Linked DNA regions of Danio rerio: region 2 is linked to region 1. A link is a contact called in public Micro-C data. All regions are on one chromosome and are shown on one strand. Each heading gives the region's core, a stretch centred on a gene start, on an enhancer-like site or on the middle of the called end of the contact. The rest is flanking DNA. Distances are from core to core; before and after follow the strand shown. Region 1 overlaps rad54b (RAD54 homolog B). Region 2 overlaps pdp1 (pyruvate dehydrogenase phosphatase catalytic subunit 1).

Region 1 (4,241 bases), core at 1,243-3,742:
GGGGGATCAAACGTTAATTAGAGGGGTCAGACCTTCCCCCAAACCCCCTTGTAATTCGCACTTTGGGTACCAGTTTCTTGAAACACTAAATTCTTTATGGTTTATATTGCCATATTTATGCAAATTTAATTACAACAACTAGACAACTATATTGAGAATACTTTGTAGCATTATGCAGAAATTAGACTATAGACTGTTTCAAATCGTTGTGAATGTTAAACTGAATTCTTCTAAATTCTTATTGGATATTACATCATTCAACGTGACAACGTGTGACTTTACGTAGAGCTTACGACCTACTAACTAAATTTTGCCTTATGAACGTGGTGCAACTGAAAAAAAGAACAAAATTTAGTTAGAAACTAGCTAGTAGTTACTAAGCCCTTAGTGTGAACTTTACGTTACAGTTAATTACAACAATTTGAAAAACATATTGAGAATACTGTCTAGCATTAAGCTAAATTTTGACTATAGACTGGCAGACTGGTAAATAACTGTTAAATTGAACTTTCATACACTAATGCAAATATTAAAACAAGCATTTTTCCCCCTTAAACAAACCTGTGTCAAAAGTTTAAATAAATTTGAATGTAGCATATGTATGATAAAAATGTTGTAAATCAACCAAACCACAACTATGTTTATTTCCAATCTGGCCATCAGTGTTAATGTCTTTATTTTAATCTTAATGCAAGAGTTTACAATTTTTGAATTTTCAAAATATGAGTCTCTAAGAAAGGGGTTTACCATTAAACTTCACTTATAAATAACAAAAAGTAATCACAGTCTGTTTAAAGAGAAATTAAATCCAAGTGATTAAATGAAGCAGTTATCATATTTATGCACAGCTCTCAGCTGAATTAAACATGTGGTGACCGAGACCAAAAAAAAGACCTGTTATTTTGTCAACACAACAGAAAGTCCAAGATAGAGAAGACAGAGATGCCAGCGGAAAGTAACTCTTCTGGCACACGGTGGCAAACCTGGAATTACTGCAGCATCGGAAATACATTTAATGACAGCCAAATCCCTTCAGCGCTGCAGCTTACCTCTGGCACAGGAGTAAAAAGACAGCCAGTGTTTGAGACTACAATGAGTTTTGATTGCATATGACAGAAAAAAATAGAAATCAGTCAAAATGATGCTTGGGTGTCTCTTGAGTTAATTTGACCTCTAATTGGCTGTGTGTGACACTTAGCAACATTGGGGAAAGAAGTTAGTCAAAGCATTAATCACTATTTTTTAAATTAACATCAGCGAAGCCAATTAGGCCTCCTAAATTGCAAACGAATGGATTTAATTGCACAACCTATTATTTGGTTTAAACTCTCCTTTGGCTGATATTTCGTTTTTTAAATTGCATATGCCCCTGATGATGAGTGTTACTTTTGTTTTGTCTGTGTATGTGTGTATCTGTTTAATCTCACCTGTGGAGTGTGCTGGGCTCTTTGTCCCCTATGTGAAACAGCTGAGGAATCATTTCCATGATGCGCTTGGTTGGCTCCGAGATGCTGCCCCGGTACTCAGGCTGGGCGTGGCTGCGCTGAAGAACTTCCTGCTTGGCACTTTCTTTAAGTCGTTTATAGAGGGTCCGAAGGCCCTGCGCAGTTCTGGGGGGCCTCTCGCCTCCAAAACTATTATAGCGTTCTGCTATGCTGTCCCAGCACCGGTTCTTATCGACGATCACGGCGTGTTTGTTGGTGTGCTCCTCCAGAATTCTTATGTGAGGTTGAACCAGCCGTAGAAGATCCAGTTTCTCAGACAGGGTGAAGTTAGAGGAGCGAGCCTTGCCAACCATGCTGTTTGTCATGAATAAGGTAGACATCCTGCTTTTAGGCTGGTCTCAGTGCTCTAGGTTTGATCTGCTTCTCCTCTTTTCTCTGTTCACTTATGTGCGCAGGCTGCTGCACTGCTTGTCTCAGTTAAACAACACACACATGCACAAACTGGCTCTCAAGCGCACAGACGTAAGAAAAAGAATCAGGCTTAACTAGGCCAGCCTCGATTAGGCCCACGCCTACCCGGGGAGGGCTTTGCTGGAATTCCTTTTAGCTTAAGCTGACGCAGGTTCAGTAAAGCTGCTTAAGCCTGGCCTGACCTACATAACAAACCCGACTACATTAGTCTAGAAACAGCGGAGCTCTGTTGTGCCGCTCATAGCGGCGACATGTGTTGCATTTTTTAACGGCGAACGACCGAGTGCGCGTTTTGAGCGCGTTATGTTTCAGTCGCGTTAAGTCCGTGTTTTGACAGCAGAGAGTGAGTTCGCGCGCCCGCTGAAGCGCCAGAGGGAAACATTAAACTGACGCTTAACGAGCTCGCGCATTATACGCGTCTCGAAAGACAGTTTGTGTGTGAGGGAGAGAGAGAGAGAACTTCTTTTGAGACACCAGTTGCTGACAATTGCTTAACAGCTTGTAGTAAGCAGCTCTGCTCTGTCTTGAATCTGTGCGCGGCTGATCGCATCGCACATATAGTGCCTGTCAGTCAAGCGAACAGAGCGCCCTGATTGGTTAGTTTCAGTTAAAGCCGAAGTTAAAGGAGGGCGATAGAGGCGCAGTTTGTTCAACTCGAGCACTTGCTGAATTCTTTTCCTTTTTCCCCTTCTACTGTACTGAGAAAAAGCGTCTAAACCAGTTACATTTCCTCTTTATTGATCGGAGTTTAGAGCACAACAATCTAGCAAATTATGTAATCGTTTATAAATCAACAGATTATATTATTTATTAACGTGATATTTATTATTGGCGACAATTTGAAAAGTTAACAACAACGCTATAAACGAGAAAAAAAAGACATTTAATTAGACTGTTAACAAGAGAACTGGGTTAATGATGTTGAGGGCACATGATTATCAAACATCAACAAGAAATTATGAAAGAAATCTAATGAAAAGACATAATTCTACCTGTTGCATCATTAAAATGTGTATTTTTAATGAACAAATAAAAAGACATATTTAAATGTGGTTATTTAAATTGTGTTTTTAAATGTCATTTAATAAAGCAATAAATCAATGCTTTTAAAATAACTTAAAATAAATACACAATTTTATAAATGTTTGTTTAATTTATGTTTTAAAACGCTGATTAATCAAACAATAAAAACATATATTTATAGATCATTTAAAGTGCATGTAAATGCACTATTTAAATAGTTAAAAAAAGACATTTGACAAATGCTTTTCTCTTTATTTGACACTTGCTTTTCCAATTTAAAAGTTATTTTTAAATGCATTAATTTATTGCTTTACTCAATGACATTTAAAAAACATAATTTAAATAAACACATTTAAATATGTTTATTTATTTGTCCTTTTAAATAGCGATTAATTTACACACATTTTAATTTAAATTGATAATTTGATTCTTCCTTTTGATTCTGGCCAGCACTCCTGGTCCTCCATACTAGACACCAATATTTTAAAGAATCATAAAAAACGTAATCACTGTCTGGTCATCTGTGAGTTCACTATCATAAAAGTTAGTGTACATCACAATCATTTTATTATTTTGCTTTTGGTACATCATAGTCAGTTTGAACCCAGAACCCATGGTGACTGGAGACACCTGACTTAACAAGCGTATTTAATGTTATGTAACCAAATGAAAATACCTTTTTATTACACTAACCATACTGCTTAGTATTTATTGACATATGCCTTTAGTCAACATACATAATTCAATGATAACAAGGACACATAAAATATGAAAGTGACAGTGTTCTTACCAGTTGTTGTGCAGCTAGCATGAGTGTTTAGCGGTGGTGAGCGCCTGTCTTTATTTACTGATTCTTCGGGTTCAGGAAAGTCAGGCATAGACCTGATGTGGTTTTCCTTACATTCCCCCTGAGGAACCGCAGCACCAAGGACCCTGGCTAGTGCCTTACTTCCTACTGGAGCATCACTTGCAGCTGGAGCATCTCCACTACTCAAACACCTCTGGACCTGCTGGGAGAAATAACTTTTAAACCCAATCACAAATGAAGCAAAATGCACCTCGTCAGGATCATTTCTTTCCATATCGCCATTGTTGCCGCAACACACATCAAGAACTCACCCGAATAAACATTATTATTAGCATCACATATTAATAATGCACATAATAACAAACATTGCATGTCCATTTTTTAATTATCAGGTTTTTTAATTATTAATTTGACCTTATTGAGCAGCACATTTTTTAAAGCAGGTATGGGAGGCGGTGAGGGTTGTGATGGTTCTGGTTGGGGATCCAAACAAG
Region 2 (4,241 bases), core at 1,055-3,554, 77 kb before region 1:
AAGGGGAATCATATCTCAGCTGTGAGCTGTGTTGGATCCTAATGTTATATGTGGAATGAAGCTAAACAGAAAAGGTCATGCTGAGCCCACTACAGAACCGCTTTCACAATTGGTCAAATTGCACCACCAAACCATAAATCAAGATTGGAACTCCTGGTGACATTGACTAATGTAGGTTCAGCTAATTTTGCACTGAGGAGAGATTTGTATAGTAGGGATGATACTGTGCCAAAATGAGCTTTTATATTGTATGCTTTCAATTCTTCAGGAGTGAAAAGGGCAAGAGAAACAAAGGTCATTTAAAAAACGGTGAGTGAGAATAGCTAGTAAAATGTATCCACATAAGTCCTTTTAAATTCCTCTGTAAGGTGTGTTGTATAATGAATGAGAGGTTGGCTTCAGGCGACAGTTCACTAAAAATTTTAATTCTGTCATTTATTCACCTTTATATTAGTCCAAACCTAAATACTTTATGCGCTTAAAAACAACATGCCCTGCTGGCAAAGTTAGTTGGACTCAGTGTTGTTTCAGACCCCATTTGACAATATACAGTCAACCCCAAAATTATTAATACCTCTGTGAAATTCTGACTTAAAGCTTTTTGTCTAAATGTTAATAAATAAATATCATACAGCAAAGGTCTCAAACTCGATTCCTGAAGAGCTGCAGCTCTGCACAGTTTTGCTTCAACCCTAAATCAAACACCGCTAATGCAACTTACTAATCAAGATGTTCAAGACTACTAGTTACTATTAAGCACGTGTGAGTTGGAGCTGCATTAACTATGCAGAGCTGCGGCCCTCCAGGTATTCAGTTTGAGACCATTGTCGTACATTGTCTTATTGTCTTTTGGGAGAAGCCTGTGTCATTTCTGGTCAATAAATACCTTGCTAGTTGAATAAAAGTAACTTTAAGTTGGGACATGAATAATTTCATGCTCCCGAGTTTTGTCCAGATATAAACTAAATGAAATGTATACAGGATTGGAATAACTTGATGTTAATGTTAAGAGAATTTATTATTTTTTTAGATGATTTAAGTTGTAATGTAACGTAATAGTAGCTGTTGCCATCACTTAGCCTAAAAGTGTTGGTTACAATGTCATACAAGCAGCAGTAATTCTTTGTCTTTCTTAGAACTTATAGTTTTTTTCAGAATGTTGCATCTTAGTTCCATTTGCATTCTAAATTTGACTCATAAGTTCTTTATAAATGCAACATGCCTTTAGTTGATAGTTTTTCATGAGTTCAAAGTTCATCAAAACATGCTTTGCTCAACCAAATTATCTTCTCATTACTCTACAAATCCAGATAAAGATGCCTGTTTTTTTTTAACCTGACAATCTATTCAAAAAGTTCTGTATTGTTCATTAGTTCTCATTGAACATGCTATGTAACTGGAGGCTTTACTGCTAACAACATGCATTTAATGCTGTTGGCCTTTGCTGAAATTCCTGTTTTGGCTTCTTAGAGCTGCGCTGAATTTCTCTGAAAGGTATTTAAAGAACCTGGTTAATGACACAACAAACTAGATGTGCTTATTTTGTCTTTTAAAACAAGTAAATACACCCATGTGCTTACACTACAAAATATGACCTCAGTGGATTTGCTTTTTGAATTGATTTAATTTACCATACGTCATAACATTCGTCAAATAATTACTGGCCACAGAATAAAGATTGGAACACTTTTTGCCCCAAGGTTTATTGAACAAGGTTAAAACCATAACTCTGTGCTTTCTTGCCTGTTTACAGAATGTTCTCAGTTCTTGCACAAGGACAAACAGCTGATTGCCACATTACATGTTTCAGATGATAGTCAATCAGCAAGCAGTGTTATAAAACTAACACTGTACTAAAGGTATAGGTTTGCTGAAGTGTAAATATAGACACGTGTTTGTTGGAAAAGCAGTTGCTTAATACTTGAAGTGAATGTATGCTGCAGCTCGTCAAGCTTGAAAGGTTCTGTATATTTAATTCTGTGCAGCATGTCATGAGTGTTTTAAAAAAATATATATATATATATTATTATGTGCTGGTGCATGGGCATGACTTGTGCAAATACTCTTGCTTTTTGTATTTAAAATGTTTTAATAAAATTCTTATAACCAAATAAATATAGGTCAGATTTTTGTATTTTGTTGAACTGAATACATGCATGTGGTCTTAAGAGATCAATGTGACCTTCGCTGACAGCAATTTCGTTTTATGCTAGGAATGCATATTTATTTAGTAAGAATGATTGAACTTGGTGAGTGTGTTGCAGTGCTGCCCAAACAAAGAAGTTGGCTCTGGGATAGAGGTTGAGTCATGGTGTCGGATCACTGTCTCTTTTTTGGCAAACTAAGTAGGTCAGTCTATCATAAGGCTCTATCATGACATGGCAGTTCTGAAATTTTAAATGTCAAGAGATCATCAGGTTCTAGGACACACATGCTTGCAGTTTTACATAAAAGGGCTGTGAGGCCACTGAACCTGGCTGAAGTATAATGTAACCATATGGATCAGAATATCTGCAGGTCTTTAAATGTAGCCCAAAACCTCAAAACTAAAGTCTTGTGTTGCTCAGGTATTTTTGGTGCTAGACAAAAAATGGATCAAGATAATCAATGTTTCCTTTTTGCCATAAGTCAATAGAATATTCAGTACAAATCATGTTCTATTGAGATTTATTTAGTAAATGTCCTATTATAAATCTATTTTAAATCCATTTTTGATTGGCAATGTGCATTGCTAAGTAAGTTATTTGGACAAGTTGAAATTGTTGTACCTTGGCCAAGTATTTATTTATATAAGGTATATATAAATGGAAAGCTTATTTATTCAGCTATCACGCATATCATTCTCAATTTTCAAAAGATTATGTTTTTTTTTGGTACTGGAGTCACAAATTGTCTCCATCCACGCTTCAATTTTAGAGCAAAAGTCTTAAATGCCTACAATCACGACATTAAATGTAGCTTTCTGTAGGACCAGTATGAAGCTGTATTTTCAAACTTTTATATATATATCAATTTTTTTTTTTTACCCTTATAAAACCATACTTTTTTATCAGTTTAATGCATCCTTGCTGAATTAAAAGTGTCAGTTTATTTTAGAAAAAAAAAAACTTTTGGATCAGTTTTTTTATTCCAGATATGCACGTTTTTTTATGCAAGACTACAAAATGCAGTATTTATGTTACCTGGGTCCTTGATCTTATATATTTTGCCTCCAAGGGCTTTTATTTTTTTTATTTAATTTTTTTTTTGAGCAAGGACATCAAGGTTTCAGACCTCGATCCTCTCCTGGTATCTGCAAAACAAGAAACCAACGTAATGAAACCAGTAAACACATTTTATACTTGTGATATATGCAGTTCTCCACCTGGTGGCGCCAATCGTCAACAAATTACACACATGGCCAACAAAACGACGAGCAATCAAAAGCGATTAAACCAACGTACAGGTACGTACGAATATGCAGCTTAATTGAAACACAATTCATAAATGAACATTTTCTGTTGTCTAATATAAGCTTAATGCAAGTGTAGGGAATATTTGTTTACACAGCCTGTGTTTTTTGCTAACGTTAAATGTTTGTTGATATTATCTATAGATATTAAATTTATTATGTGGAGTTTGACATGATGATTGACTTATTGTAAAAGCTGATCATCAAGTACCTGGACTGTTGCCAGACTAAAGAAAAATAAAGATATTAACGTGTGTGTGTGTGTGTGTGTGTGTGTGTGTGTGTGTGTGTGTGTGTGTGTGTGTGTGTGTGTGTGTGTGTGTGTGTGTGTGTGTGTGTGTGTGTGTGTGTGTGTGTGTGTGTGTGTGTGTGTGTGTGTGTGTGTGTGTGTGTGTGTGTGTGTGTGTGTGTGTGTGTGTGTGTGTGTGTGTGTGTGTGTGTGTGTGTGTGTGTGTGTGTGTGTGTGTGTGTGTGTGTGTGTGTGTGTGTGTGTGTGTGTCAACGCCACAAAAATCATTACATTTTCAAAAGTTATATTTTGTCTATAAATCGGAGGTTGACATCGGCCATTAAAGATGGCCAGTTGAATCACAGAAGATGAGCTTTAATCTATATATATATATATATATATATATATATATATATATATATAGCTAAATATATAATTTAATGACTTTTTGTAAAAACAAAATATAAAAATGCCCCTCAGTAGCCCAGCTCATGATGCAAACTATAACTATTTTTAAACATATTTAACAATGTGATTGCAAACCAAGACTGTATGAGTTAG

Evidence for each region. Hi-C and Micro-C count contacts between places; a contact is called where the count stands out from the background.
Region 2: a Micro-C map of caudal fin shows a contact between it and region 1, with 4 times the contacts expected there. The contact joins two enhancer-like sites. A contact is called at or near these places in 3 of 18 Hi-C or Micro-C datasets (caudal fin, hematopoietic stem cells and an unstated tissue) and 1 of 4 datasets of contacts at active chromatin or transcription factors (caudal fin).

The regions. Positions count from the first base shown.
Region 1 is chr16:29,859,057-29,863,297 of GRCz12tu, reverse strand. It overlaps rad54b (RAD54 homolog B), which reads right to left. Exons shown (of 15, transcript XR_012392112.1): 2 at 4,162-4,241; 3 at 3,730-3,946. Among named protein-coding and RNA genes, the nearest start is that of rad54b, 6.0 kb to the right of the region's middle. Within about 2 kb of position 2,492, at least 59 of the 62 cell types and tissues checked have an H3K27ac peak or open chromatin away from gene starts, as enhancers often do. A contact at or near this core is called in caudal fin, where this site is marked.
Region 2 is chr16:29,935,939-29,940,179 of GRCz12tu, reverse strand. It overlaps pdp1 (pyruvate dehydrogenase phosphatase catalytic subunit 1), which reads left to right. Exons shown (of 2, transcript NM_001111158.1): 2 at 1-211. Among named protein-coding and RNA genes, the nearest start is that of pdp1, 5.8 kb to the left of the region's middle. Within about 2 kb of position 2,304, at least 8 of the 62 cell types and tissues checked have an H3K27ac peak or open chromatin away from gene starts, as enhancers often do. A contact at or near this core is called in caudal fin, where this site is marked.